2 separate regions of the Urocitellus parryii genome follow, and region 1 is linked to region 2. Evidence: chromatin contacts called from public Hi-C data. All regions are on one chromosome and are shown on one strand. Each heading gives the region's core, a stretch centred on a gene start, on an enhancer-like site or on the middle of the called end of the contact. The rest is flanking DNA. Distances are from core to core; before and after follow the strand shown. Region 1 holds the start of Lsg1 (large 60S subunit nuclear export GTPase 1). Region 2 holds the start of Xxylt1 (xyloside xylosyltransferase 1).

Region 1 (7,085 bases), core at 4,303-6,802, 620 kb after region 2:
TTCATGTGGTGTTCTCCCTATGTTCTGTTTTTTTCAAATTTGCCTCTTCTAAGGACAGGGTCTTGGCATGAGGCACCACTCTAATCACAGTAATCTCTTCTTTCCTTGATTACATCTACAACACTAATTCAAATAAGATCACACCAACAGCCCTGGGGGTTAGGACTTCTCTTTTTGAGGGATACCACTCAACACAAAACAGGGGCTATGGCAGGAAACTGCAGGAGTCAAGGAGGAACAATAGAGGACCAAGGTTAGAAGTCCACAAACTCCTATCCTTACTCCTATCCTTGGTATGCACCCCTGAAATGCGCTTGCTGTGCCCCCTGCGGTGGAGCCTCTCCTTTCCTGGGCTGCTTGCTCAGAATGTTTGCCACGAGGACAAAGGCAAAATGCAGAAATGCAAAGGTACGGAAGGAAACCAAAAGAAGGGAAGCCACAAGCCTATGAAAGCCCTCTCATCACTGCCACCAAAGGGGCCAGGAAAGAACTAGAAGAGCTTGTCCCCTCTGAAGGTAGAGGGAGGAAAAATCATTACCCCTGCATGGTTAGCTTTAAAGCAGAAACTCTGTTGCTTTTATTTATAAAGTGTTTATTTTTGACATTTCCATTTGTGACAATGGTAACTGATGATGAATGCATCTTCTACATGGTGGTTCACAGAACCCTCAACCCTCTTATGACAGAAAGGGCAAGGTGTAGTCTTCTCCTTGAGTTGCATGATAAAGGCACTGGCCTGCTCTTGCCAACCTAGGCACCCTTTGTGAGGCTGTCAGTATTATCCCTACTGTTTCAGATACCTGGGTGAAAGGCAGGGTAGCATGAAGAAGAAGGGGAGGTAACAGGGTCAAGGGTCTGGCAGAGCACCTCAATGGTCATCCATCCAACACCCACTCTCTTGCATTAACCTCCCTTAGAACATCCCGACACCTGGTTAGGTAGCCTTCTCTTCAACACCCCGGACTAGCAGATGGAATGTCCAAAGCTGCCCGTTCCATCTTGAACCACCCTAATTCTAAGAAGTTTCAGACCAATTAAACCTAAAATTGCAACTCTGTGGCTTCTCCCATGTGTTCTGGTTCTGCTTGCCCTGTGTCTGCTCAATCTTCTCTCCCTTCCCTGTGACAGTCCTGCACATAAAATGGAAATAGTCCTCACACAGCCCTGGTGTTCTCCCCAAACCAGTCATACTTCCATCACCTTTGTCTCATAGGACATGTTTCTGCATTCCATCCTCATTCAGATTGATATGCTAATTCCTATTAATGACTTAAGGGGAAGTGTCACACTTAAGGACAAAAAGCAAAACCTGGGTCCTGAGAAGGCCTGGTGGAGAAGGGTCAACTGTGGGTAAAAAGTTCATTGCTCTACTGCTGATTTGAGCTGCTAAACCCTGTCTGATCACCACTAGAAATGTAAATTCATCAGGGCAGGAATTTGTCCATACTGAATCTCCAGTGCCTAGTACAAGGAAGGAAGGAAGGAAGGAAGGAAACACTTTCTAGGTACAGATTGTAGAGTTGGTGATTATTAATCCTCCTTCTAGCCTCCTTTACTTTGTTTTACTTTCTTTCATTTTATTGGGTCTCAATTCCTACAACTCAAAGTGCCGAAAATACCCTTTCTCACTTGACTGTTGTGAAGGACAAAACTAGTTACAAAGTCATTGTGAATAAAAGACCCTATACATTCCACATATAAGAGTTAAGAAAAACTCATGGGCATAAATCTAGTGCACATAGGATCCTGCAACCTGAGTCACCAAAGCCACATGCTTTTGACATTGTTCCTGCATGTACATCTTGCACAAGCAGGCAATTGATGTTTGAGTCCAGTGACTCAATCACTTAAAATACCCACCAATAAAGAGTCTGCTGAATTACTGAATCTCACTTGTGTGTGAGAATCCACCCATTTCCAACAGGGATAAACTGAGAATGGCAGAAAATTCAAGGAAGTTTCCCTGCTGAGCCAAGGACACTCAACAGAGACAGCCAGACTTCTATTTTCACAACTCCCACCTATGCAAATTGCAGAAGGAGGTGGTGTAGAAAATAAGAGTGAAGGGAAACAGGGCTACTACATACTTGTCTTGGAACAATTTTTCTGCCACTGACACACTTTTAGCTTAGGAGTGAAAGGCAAACCAAAACAGAAACCATCCACTCTTCTCTCTCCCTCCTCAGGCAAATGTGGAGGCCAGAGCTCAGTAGTTCTGTAGAGTTGGATTGGCAAAGAGTGCTCCAAGGTTTATTTCTGGGCGTGAGTTTCGGGGTTTGAATATTGTTCAGATGAGGTAAATCAAGCATTATGCAACACCATGAATGAGGAACACCCGCTGTCACTGTTTGAAGCCAGATACAAGACTTCTAATCCCCAAATCAATGCAACTTCCTCCAGGAGGCAGCTGTTCAGAGAATTCCGGCTCCAATGGAAGGACCTCATTATATGGGGGATTGGGTGACTCTAACCAATCCTTCAGACATAAGTCCAACAGATGAGTATTTCCATTGGTGTGACAAAAAGACCAGGGGCATTTGGCTGGCACTGGCATTTGTGTTGTTCCTGAAGTTTATGAGTGGACTCACTTCTGTAGTTAGAAGTCAGAGACCTGGGCTCATTCATCTTTGCAACCCCCTCACTACAGCTTCAGCCAGAGTCTTACTCAACCCTTCACCACAATCATCACTCTCCTCCTCAATCATGTACTTTATTCCTTGATCTGGGTCCTGTGATTTTTGTCTCATCAGCACCCTCCATTTCTTTCCTCTTTGCCCTTCTCACTTAACAATTAATTATCCAGCAGGGTTCTTACCTGCATTGCTCAGTTGGTGGGAAAAAATCGTACACTCGACCCACTAATGAATGGACTGCAATCTTGCAGCATTATCTCATTGGCTATCTCTGCTGGACAGGAGTTATGATTATCATTATTATCCCTATTAACCAGATAAGAAAACTGAGACTCAGTTCTTTGAGTAATGCCTCAGGGAAAATATTAAGCTATGCTTCACACTTATTTGTCAACTGGGAATCAGTTCTGCTAGTTAATATTACATTTGACTCCTCACCAGTCCTACTTAAATTATCACAGATTTATTTGGTCAAGATATTTCAGAGCCCTTAAATGAATGACAATAGAAACCCAAAGTGTTTATTTTCTCAAAATCCTGGATGACAAGATCTAGAAAAGGAAATTAAGGTAAAGCCTCAAGTTAGTGATTGACCTATAGGAAGAGATGGCATGTTTCTCTAAACCATACGTTGTTGTTGTTGTGTTGTAACATGTAAAATCTATTTAATCTTATTTCTTTTTTTTTTTAAAGAGAGAGTGAGAGAGAGAGAGGGAGAGAGAGAGAGAGAGAGAATTTTAACATTTATTTATTTTTTTTCTTAGTTCTCGGCGGACACAACATCTTCGTTTGTATGTGGTGCTGAGGATTGAACCCGGGCCGTACGCATGCTAGGCGAGTGCGCTACCACTTGAGCCACATCCCCAGCCCTAATCTTATTTCTTGAGTTAGTGGTATCTTTAACCACTCAGCTTTGGCAAGAATTTCAGGAGCTGTCTCTAATTCTATTTTATGTGTCTTCTCCTCATCTTCCTTCTCAGATATTTTAAAGACATATAGCTTCTAAGTTGGCAAATGGGAGAAATCATGTTCTGGTGCATTCCTTTACCCGTCTGTAAGCACTACATTCCCAAAGGCTTACCAAGCACCACAGGGCTTGTCAGCAATTCCTTGGGAGTTCCCCAAAGTTCCCAAATGAGGTGCAGCACACAGAGAGCTTGGGAGATTCCAGAAATGGGTAAGCAGTAGTGTTCCAACTCTGTTAACTTGCTGTGATTGAGCTCTAGCCAGATCCACTTCAATGACTTTGCCTGCACTAGAAAGGAGTGGACTACCCTTGCAACTCAAAGTATTACCCATAGCATCTGTATTACCTGGGAATTTTTTAGAAACAGAGACCCAGATCTTATTCATCAAAATCTTTGTTAAAGAAATTTCCAGGGGGGTTGGAGTTGTGGCTCTGTGGCAGAGTGCTCATCTAGCACATGTGAGGCACGGGGTTCTAAACTCAGCACCACATAAAATACGTAAAATAAAGATATTGTGTCCCACTACAGCTAAAAAACTTAAAAGAAATTTCCAGGGGATTCATATATACATTAAATTTTGAGAGGTACTAGATGAGATGGTTTCTTTTTGTGGGGGGGGGGAGATGTGTACCAGGGACTGAACTCAGGGGCACTGGACCATTAAGCTACATCCTCAGCCCAATTTTGTATTTTATTCAGAGGCAGGGTCTTACTGGGTTGCTTAGCGTCTCCCTGTTGTAGAGGCTGACTTTGAACTCATGATCCTCCTGCCTCAGCCTCCCTAGCTGCTGAGATTATAAGCGTGCACCACTGTGCAAGTGGAGATGGCTCCTTGATCCAGTGATTTTTTTTTTAAGTCTTAACTGACAGATCAAAATGTGTATATGTATGATGTACATCATGTTTTAATGTGCTATAGGTAGTGGAAAGTTAAATACAGCTAGTTAACATATACATTAACTTGATCCTATTATTTTTTTGAATACATGCTAACAATCCTCATTCCCCAGTCCTCCCAGGAATCTATACAATAGTGATAAGAGATGGGTTTGATTCCTGACGCTGCATATATTTCATCTATGGCCCGGGAAAACTACTCTCTTCTCTGAGCATCACAATAGTGAAGCGGTTTTCTGGATCAATGAGAATGTCTTTTACACACGTCACTCTAAATTGACTTCATATTTGCGTTATAGATAAAATTAATAATAAAGTGAGAAACAAAAGCACAGGCTTTGAAGAGTGGAACCAACTCTCAGTTTTCTCTTTAACTATTGAAAAAAAAGTTAATGAAATTTTAACTGGAACTTCTAAGCATTATTATTATTATTATTATTATTATTATTATTATTATTATTATTATTAGAAATAAAGCAGACATCAGACCCTAACTGAATTTCCTTTAAACCTTACCAAACTCTGGAAATATTCAACTTCTCGTTCCGAACTCCCATTCAGGCAGCTAGGGAATCGTAGGTAAACAAAAAATGTATTTAGTTTCTGGGTTGAACCTCCGGAACTCCACACTTGGTTGAAAACTAAGCGTGGGAGTCGCTTCCACCACGCGCCGCAGAAACACCCTTCTTTGGAGTCTCCGCCTACTCCCGAAGAAACCAGCTAGGAGGCGGGTTCGTACCTTGAATGTGAACGGCCATATTTTCCAGTTGTCTTCGTTTCTAGCCGGACGCTAAAAAATAAAGAACAAATCTGGGATGTACCATTCTCTTGACTGAATCACTCTATACAAATTGAGATATTTACAGGGACATTCATAGGAAAAACCCAGAAGTAATCTTTAAATTTCTTTTATATAATACTGTAAAGCATCGTGGAGCAAGTCATTTCTCTTTTCCTTCTCATCTTTGGGCCTGAACTATTTGGACTCGCCCAAACGTAACTTCCTGAAGTAGAGTTGAATTCCGGAAGCGGCACGCGCTGGGAGGTTCGTACCACGACTGGATTGCTATGGGCCGGAGGAGAGCGCTGGGCAATGGGTCTCTGGGCCGGGCCCTTATCCGCCATCAGACTCAGAAGAGCCGGAGCCATCGTCACCCTGACTCGTGGGTAAGTTAGACACTGTCATCTTACTTACTCTGAGTAGTTTCGAGAGCCTGAGTGCTACAAAATTGGGGGTCAGAAGTCACAGAAATTTTGCACAGTGATGCCTAAGCAGTTTTCAAGTTGTCGTTTTTGCCAGACCTAGAAGCAGGCCCTAGCCAGCCATAGGGCCCAGAGGGAAAGGCCTGAAAGCTGACCTGGTATGACCGTGAGGCTGGAGTGAGAGTGCGAAGTCCCGGATACCACACTGTCTTAAATGCGTTTGATTTTCGCTCTAGAGACAAGCCATAGAAGAAATGCTTGGAAGTTTCTGAGCAGGAAAGAAAACTTATTTTAAAACTGATTGGTTTAAAGAATTGAGCCTCCAAAACTATTGGGTTACCATGAGTACTACAAAATAACCTAGATCTGTGCTTTTCTCTCTCTCTCTCTCTCTCTCTCTCTCTCTCTCTCTCTCTCTCTCTCTCTCCCTCTCCCTCTCCCTCTCCCTCTCCCTCTCCCCTCCCTGGGGGTTTAATGAGCCATTTATTTCCAAGATGTGACAGGTCTAATTTTTCTCTAGGCCTCTGGAAGACCCTTAAAAAAGTGAATATGGTTTGGTTTCTGTTTCTCATTCTAGTCATTTATTCTCCAAGGTATTTGAGAACATCACTGAGTGATCAGTAAGATTCTCTGCTAAAGTTATTTTTTTCCCACGTGCTGAATTTGACTATCCTGGTGCCACTATCATGCCATCCTACTTACAACCATATAGGCTGTAAAGTAATCTGCATTCAGTACATATCAGGTGTGACTTACTCTGGACATTAGAATACTAGTAATTTTAATTGATTTTGAAGGAACTCATTATTAATGTATTAGTGCAGCCTTTAGAAAGTAGAAATTGAATGTAGATTCTAATCTTTATTCAAATATTTACTGATCCTGTGACCCAGAGCATCAGTAAAGTTAAGGGCCCTTAAGTTTGGACCCTTAACTCTTTTATTTTATTTATTTGTAGCTGTACTAAGGACGTAGCTGATGTTTTTATTAGACTATGGGTTCCCTCTGGAAATCAGTTGAATAGTAACATTGGTACCCGAGAATAAGAAATATTAGTATTGTATGTGATAACTTTTGTTTCTAGATTTTTTAATTTACATTTTACAGTAATTAATAGTACTTATACACTTACCTCCGTGTGTGTCACACACCTTTGGGTCACTGTGTAAAATGTATTTCTTATTGTGGTCTATCAAAAAATGGTGACTAGCAGAGTTGGACAGTCTGGGTTCAAATTCTATATATACCACTTAGTTTGAAACTAAATGCAAATTATTTTGTCTTTAAATCTCACTTTTCTAATCAGAAAATGAGATAAAATAAAATTCACTTCAGAAAACTCTGAAAATTAAATAAATGATGAAGTACTTACCATGAGATTAAA
Region 2 (6,290 bases), core at 2,534-5,033:
TCATGTTTTAAGAGCTGAGTATTGGGCTGCTGATGTGGCTCAAGTGGTAGTGTGCTCGCCTGGCATGCGTGTGACCGGGGTTGGATCCTCAGCACCACATACAAAGATGTTGTGTCCACCGAAAACTAAAAAAAAAATTTAAAAATTCCCTCTCCCTCCCCCTCCCCCTCCCTCTCTCCCTCTCCCTCAAAAAAAAAAAAAAAAAAAATCTCCCAATGTGGCTAGTAACTTTTGATTTCAACAGGGCAGATGATAGAACACATATAAGTTCTATACTTCACAGTTGGCTCATATGTCTTGAGTCTTTAAATCTGTAGGGCTTCTCTCAATTTTTTTTTTGGGGGGGGGTACCAGGGATTGAACTCGGGGACAGTAGGCCACTGAGCCACATCCTTAGCCCCATTTTGTATTTTATTTAGAGACAGGGTCTCACTGTAGTGCCTTGCTTTTTTGCTGAGGCTGGCTTTGACCTTTCGATCCTCCTTCCTCAGCGTGTGAGCTGCTGGGATTACAGGCATGCACCACTGTGCCTAGCTCAATTTTTTTTTTTTTAATTTCCACATGTAGTTTGTTGAATTTAACATTTTAAATAACAGTGTTTTAGCCATTTCATTGATGATCATTTTATTCTAATTTTGCTATACTCTTGTGGCTAAATATTTTAGTAGTACATTTTTAATTATTTTCTTAGGATGACTTCCTTGAAGTGAAAATGCTGGTTTGATGGGTAGATGTATGTGTGTGTGTGTGTGTATATGCATACATTATGCATATATATCTTAGGGGTGGATACATATATTTATATGATTTGATTATATTTGTATATATATATATATTAATGGAAGGATACATACACATAACTTTTTTTTTTTTTGTACTGGGGGTTGAGCCAGAGGTGCTTTACCACTGAGCCACATCTCCAGTCCTTTTTATTTTTTATTTTGAGACTGGGTCTTAAGTTGCTGAGGCTGGCCTTAAACTTACCAGTCACTGGGATTACAGGTGTGAATCACGGTGGGTATATTTTGAGGCTTATTAAACAAGTAGAGTCCTGAGTTGTTGGAGATTTTGTGATTATAAAAAAGTAGATGATACCTCCTGTTTTCTTGGAATATTTCCTTATTATAGCAGAAAAACTTGGACTAGGATATATATTGAATATATAGTAGGTAGGTAGCCCTTGTGGAGTCCTTCAGGATGGTACCTAGCTCAGACACTGGATGGGGAGATTTCAAGACCATTCCTGTAGACAGTGACCTGTAAACCAAGTCTGAAGTGGAAGGAGAGGTTGGATAATCTCAGATCTAAGGATGTGGAGATTATACAACAGGAAAAGCCACTTGCCTAATCTGGTTAGAAATCAGCTTGACCCAAGTCAAAGTTAGAACTGGGGTTTACCAGGTTTTTCCTTTCTTTTTTTTTTTTTTGCATCTTTATTTGTTCTTTGTAGATATGCATGGCAGTAGAGTGTATTTTGACATATCATACATACATGGAGGGTTTTGTCTACTGACCCTGTTATGATATACCCAGATATATCCTGTGTGTAAGTTAAGAAAGCGGCACATATTGACATTTTTTTCTTATTTGTCCTATTTTCTCTAAAAGATATGCTGTAAAAGGGCAGAGATTTTTGTCTTTTCAATGCTGTATCCTCACGTGCTACTATGATTGGTAAGGTAGCAGGTATATGAATCTTTTGAATACCCTACCCAGTAAGCTACCTTGAACCTGTTGTTGTGGTTTCCAGTTAGCAATATAGGAAGGCACAATTTAGGAAGTCACAACATTGATTTTTCTTTATGGGCAAAGAACTGAAAGGGAAAGAAGCTTTCATGAGCTACACCATGGAAAATAAAAATAGGCTCTTTTGAGTATTCTCTTGACTTCCCAGGTAAAATTTAAGTGGTCTTGTTATTTATTTTGTATAAATTCCAGGATTGGTGATGTTATAAATATCTGAAAAATAAAGCTTGTTGTATAAATTCTAGCATAAGTGATAGATAAAATTATGGAATTGTGCCTTTGGTTCCCTACCTATACCCAAAACTTATTGATAGTGTAGGTGGTGGACTAAAAGGCACAATTCCAGAATAAGTTCTTCCATAATTTAGAGACTCAATTATTAAGAGATTTGGGGGTTAGTATTTATAAATATCCCAGAAAAGCTATTGTAGCCAAGCTATTGTAGATGATGGATAGAGACTTCTTAAAAAATGAGTTTTATGTCTCTAGTATGATTTATTCTATACTAAGTGTTGGGGACTGTTCTGCTTTTTCTTTGTCTTTCATAACTCTATAAGGTGTAGATATTAGCCCCACTGTATATTTGGGTTTAAATGTGGTTCAGAGTGACTCACTAACTTACCGAAAGTCTGACAGCTTGGTGTAGTGGAGTTCCAGACTGCATTGTCCACTCCAGAGCTTGTTCTCTTCACTGCTGGTAAAATATACACACCCCAGAGCTTGAATTACTGTTTTTCAAGGAAATTGGCTTAAGTTAAGCTTGGGCTTTGGAAACAGCAGGACTTGTGATGAGATCTTGCCTGCATTACTTTTCAACTAGATTGGGTACTTCTCTAAATCTCAGTTTCCTTGCTAGTAAATCCCTCTATCTCAGGGAGTTGGGAGGATCAAATGACTACTTAGCTGTGGTAATTCTGCTGTGTATTATGTATTGAATTTGTTGCCAGACCTGTTTCAGAGGTCTGATGTTTTCCAGAAGTCTTGCACCAATTGGAAAGGACAAGAGTTAAAACTGTAGTTTTGAGAAAGGTGGATTCCACTCACACTTGCAGAAGTAATGGCACGTGGTAATGAAGTGGCAGAGATCAATTTATGTATGCATCTGCCCATGCACTTTGTCTTCACCTCTTCCAAATACCTGTACGTGTTTACTTCAGAACTCTTGGTATTTCATCATTTCTTAGAATATTAAAGTAATGAGTTTCTATCTGGTTGGCAGTGTCCAACTGTGTGCCTTGAGCAGTTTCATTAGTATGCCTCAGTTAAGAATTTGCAAAGCTGCCTGGGACATATTAGGCTCTTTATAAAGTGTAAAAGTCTATTTAATAATACAAAGCGAGTTGATACCACAATCTCAGGGTCTCTGAACGACCACAATGTGTTAGGCAGCAAGGTCCCCCTGCTGGCCACTCACGTAGATGACCTCTGGTGTGTCCCAGAGATGCCAAGTGGGGTGAGATTTCCACCTCGGGTGTCTTTACTCCTTCGGTATGAAAGTGAAAGGAGCTTTTAAAATTTCCTAGTCACAGCTAGTATCCAAGATGTGAAGGGATGTGGGAGTGGATATAAAACCTCCAAAATATTAGGGGGAAAATGTGTAGAGAGAAAATATTTCCCTCTTCTTGCGTCCAGTGTATCTTTATCAAACCGATGGTCTTGTGTTGGGCGCAATACCCTCAAGGCTCACCTTCGCTATCTAGCGAAGCACAATGCCGCTCTTCGGGACAAGGCCCGTGTCGCGCTGCACTCGCTGCTGTCTTGCCAAGTCACCAGTTCGAGGAGCTGGTTCTCACAGACTGTGCAGCTAGCCGGCCTCCTCCACGCCTGGGTCCTCAGTCCACTCCTCCCACTTCGCGTGGTGGACCTAGTCAGTCCTCGCGCTTTGATCCCTCGGAACCTAGGACCCGGCGGCGGTTGGGCACGCCCTGACCCCGCCTCCCGCGCTTCAACGCCCGTCACTGGCTCTGGGTAGCGCGGCCCCGCCCCCGCCATGGCCGCCTCCTGACGCCGGGGTTAGGAGGCTGTAGAATCCCTGGCTCTAGGCTCATGGGCCTCCTCCGAGGCTGGCCCCCGTGCGCTCGGGCCATGGCGCGCCTGGGCGCTGTCCGGTCTCACTACTGCGCGTTGCTGCTGGCTGCCGCGCTTGCGGTCTTTGCTTTCTATTACCTAGGCTCGGGCCGCGAGACCTTCTCCAGCGCCACCAAGAGGCTGAAGGAGTCCCGCGCTGGTGTCCCCTCCGCGCCCTCGTCGCCCGCGCCGGAGGTGGCGCGGGGCTCCGTGGCGCCGGGCCCGGGCCCGGGCCCAAAGGCCAAGAGCCTGGAGGGCGGCGGGGTCGGGCCGGTGGACTACCACCTGCTGATGATGTTCACCAAGGCGGAGCACAATGCCGCGCTTCAGGCCAAGGCCCGCGTGGCGCTGCGCTCGCTGCTGCGTCTTGCCAAGTTCGAGGCGCACGAAGTGCTTAACCTGCACTTCGTGAGCGAGGAGGCCAGCCGCGAGGTGGCCAAAGCCCTGCTGCGGGAGCTGCTGCCACCCGCCGCCGGCTTCAAATGCAAGGTAAGTGGGGTTCCTGGTGGGTAGCCCACGCCCATTTGCGGTTAGTGAGCACTCCAGGTGGCTCTCCAGGGCACCGGGCGGAGCTGGGGGCTTCCTGGCACTGCCCACTTGCGACGCCCATACTCTAACTTTCTCTGTCACATCCTGCTGGAGGGCTTGTCTGGGGGTGTGTCCTAGAGCCCAATGAGTTCAACTGGTGCAGAGTGGAGCGGCAGTTTTAACTGATGGTCTGGCTTCCCTCTCCCTGCTTTCATTGCTATCCCCTGGAGAACCAGCAAACCCCGATTTGCACGCATTGCCAGTTCAACAGTGCTTTCAGAGCCTGCACCTCTTTTATATGTTCCATCTGAGGGTGGAACTGGTCTTTTGAAGGCAGCAGTAGTCATCTGAGCAGTCGACTCAACAGGTTCTTGGTGAGGCCTCTGGAAGCGTCCCAATTTGAACTGGCGCTTCTCTGTAGTGCTTAAGGTATTTCAGTCATATCCAGTGAAAGCCAGTGTGAATCTTCTCTTGTCCTCCCTGTGCCCCTTTCTTCTCTGCTCCCAAGGGTCATGAACCCATTTAGAGAAATTGTGGGTTCCTCTTTTTGAGGAAGAGAAAGCTCCAAGAGGTACGGATATGATCTGGGGAGCACATCTGGTACGGATATGCCCCAGGCTGAGCCAACCTGCTCTGTGGCAGCTCCCACCTCTTCATCCACTTACTTCACCACCTGGGTCTGCCCTTCTGGGATTGTTGTTGCCTTTAGTCTCTGTTGCCTTCATCAACTTGTTTGTCTTATTTTGACCCAATAGTTGTACAGAGGGGCTCCAAAGTCTGATATTTGGATAGAAGTAGGTGATCTTAGAGTGGAGACTGATGTTGGTGGGGGAAGGGGAATGAGGCAAGAGTAGTGTCCCACTACTTTTCCTGTCCAGCTTGGTGACTAAAGGGGGAGCTGCTACCAGGTTCCTGTAGGATTCAGGGGTGTGCAGTGGCTTTTTGTTGCCTAAAGTTTCAAGTTCCAGCTGTCTTTGAACTTGACCAGCCTCTCTGGCTTTCCTTCTACATGCACTTTATATCTTAACAGTATTGAATGTGCCTTTACACAAGCTGGGTCCTTTGCTCAGAATATCCCTTCTTTCTTGGGCTCTTGGCCACTCTTTACTCAGCCTTCACTTTCCCTAGGAATGTCTATGGACCCTATGGACATGCCAAGCCCAAATCTCCATATCTCTTCATTTCTGCATTGAGGTTCTGTTTCCTGCACAGGACAAATTAGCCCATCAGGATACTCACCATGGCCAGGGGAGGGCACCTGGGCTAGGATTTCATGCTGGAGAAGGTCAAGAACCCAGGTCCTGGAGCTTGTGACTGGAGGTATCTTTGGTTCTTACTGTCTAATGCGGGGTTTTGGCTTGGAGCCTATCCCAAATTACCTAATTGTATTCTTGTGGTAGGTCAACCTGTCCCATGATGATTCTTAGGACACTAACATTTGAGAAGCCTTGTACTAGAGCAGAGGAAAATTCTGTACTAGGGCCAGAATGGGCAGATCTGGGATCTGACCAAGTCTATAAACACCACCCTGAAGGCCATCATTGTCATTTCCACCTGCTGAGTCAGTTCTTTACCTACCTCATTCCAAGTTCAGCCATGGCTCTTGTTGCACGCACAGCACTTTTTAGCCCTTGTACCTCTGCATGTGTCTTCCCATTTTTGGGGTGCTTTCTCCATTCCAAATCTTTTTTTTTTTAGTTGTCGATGGATCTTTATTTTACTTATTTGTATGTGGTGCTGAGACTCAAACTCAGTGCTTCACACATGCTAGGCAAGCGCTCTACCACTGAGTCACAACCCCAGCCCCTCCAATCCAAATCTTGACCATCTTCAGATACACACCCTTCTTGGAGTTATCCAAGGTACCTCAGCTGAATTGTGTGTCTTCTTCTTTTCCTCTAATCATCTGTCTCTGTGTATGATGTCTGGCAGAAATATTGGGACTAGAA

What was found. Hi-C and Micro-C count contacts between places; a contact is called where the count stands out from the background.
Region 1: a contact with region 2 is called in a Hi-C map of muscle, with 5 times the contacts expected there. The contact joins the promoter of Lsg1 here to the promoter of Xxylt1 in region 2. A contact is called at or near these places in 2 of 2 Hi-C or Micro-C datasets (liver and muscle).

What each region holds. Positions count from the first base shown.
Region 1 is chr2:176,141,541-176,148,625 of mUroPar1.hap1, forward strand. It overlaps Lsg1 (large 60S subunit nuclear export GTPase 1), which reads left to right and starts at 5,553. Exons shown (of 14, transcript XM_026400278.2): 1 at 5,553-5,665. The coding sequence starts at 5,567.
Region 2 is chr2:175,526,928-175,533,217 of mUroPar1.hap1, forward strand. It overlaps Xxylt1 (xyloside xylosyltransferase 1), which reads left to right and starts at 3,784. Exons shown (of 4, transcript XM_026380126.2): 1 at 3,784-4,302. The coding sequence starts at 3,793.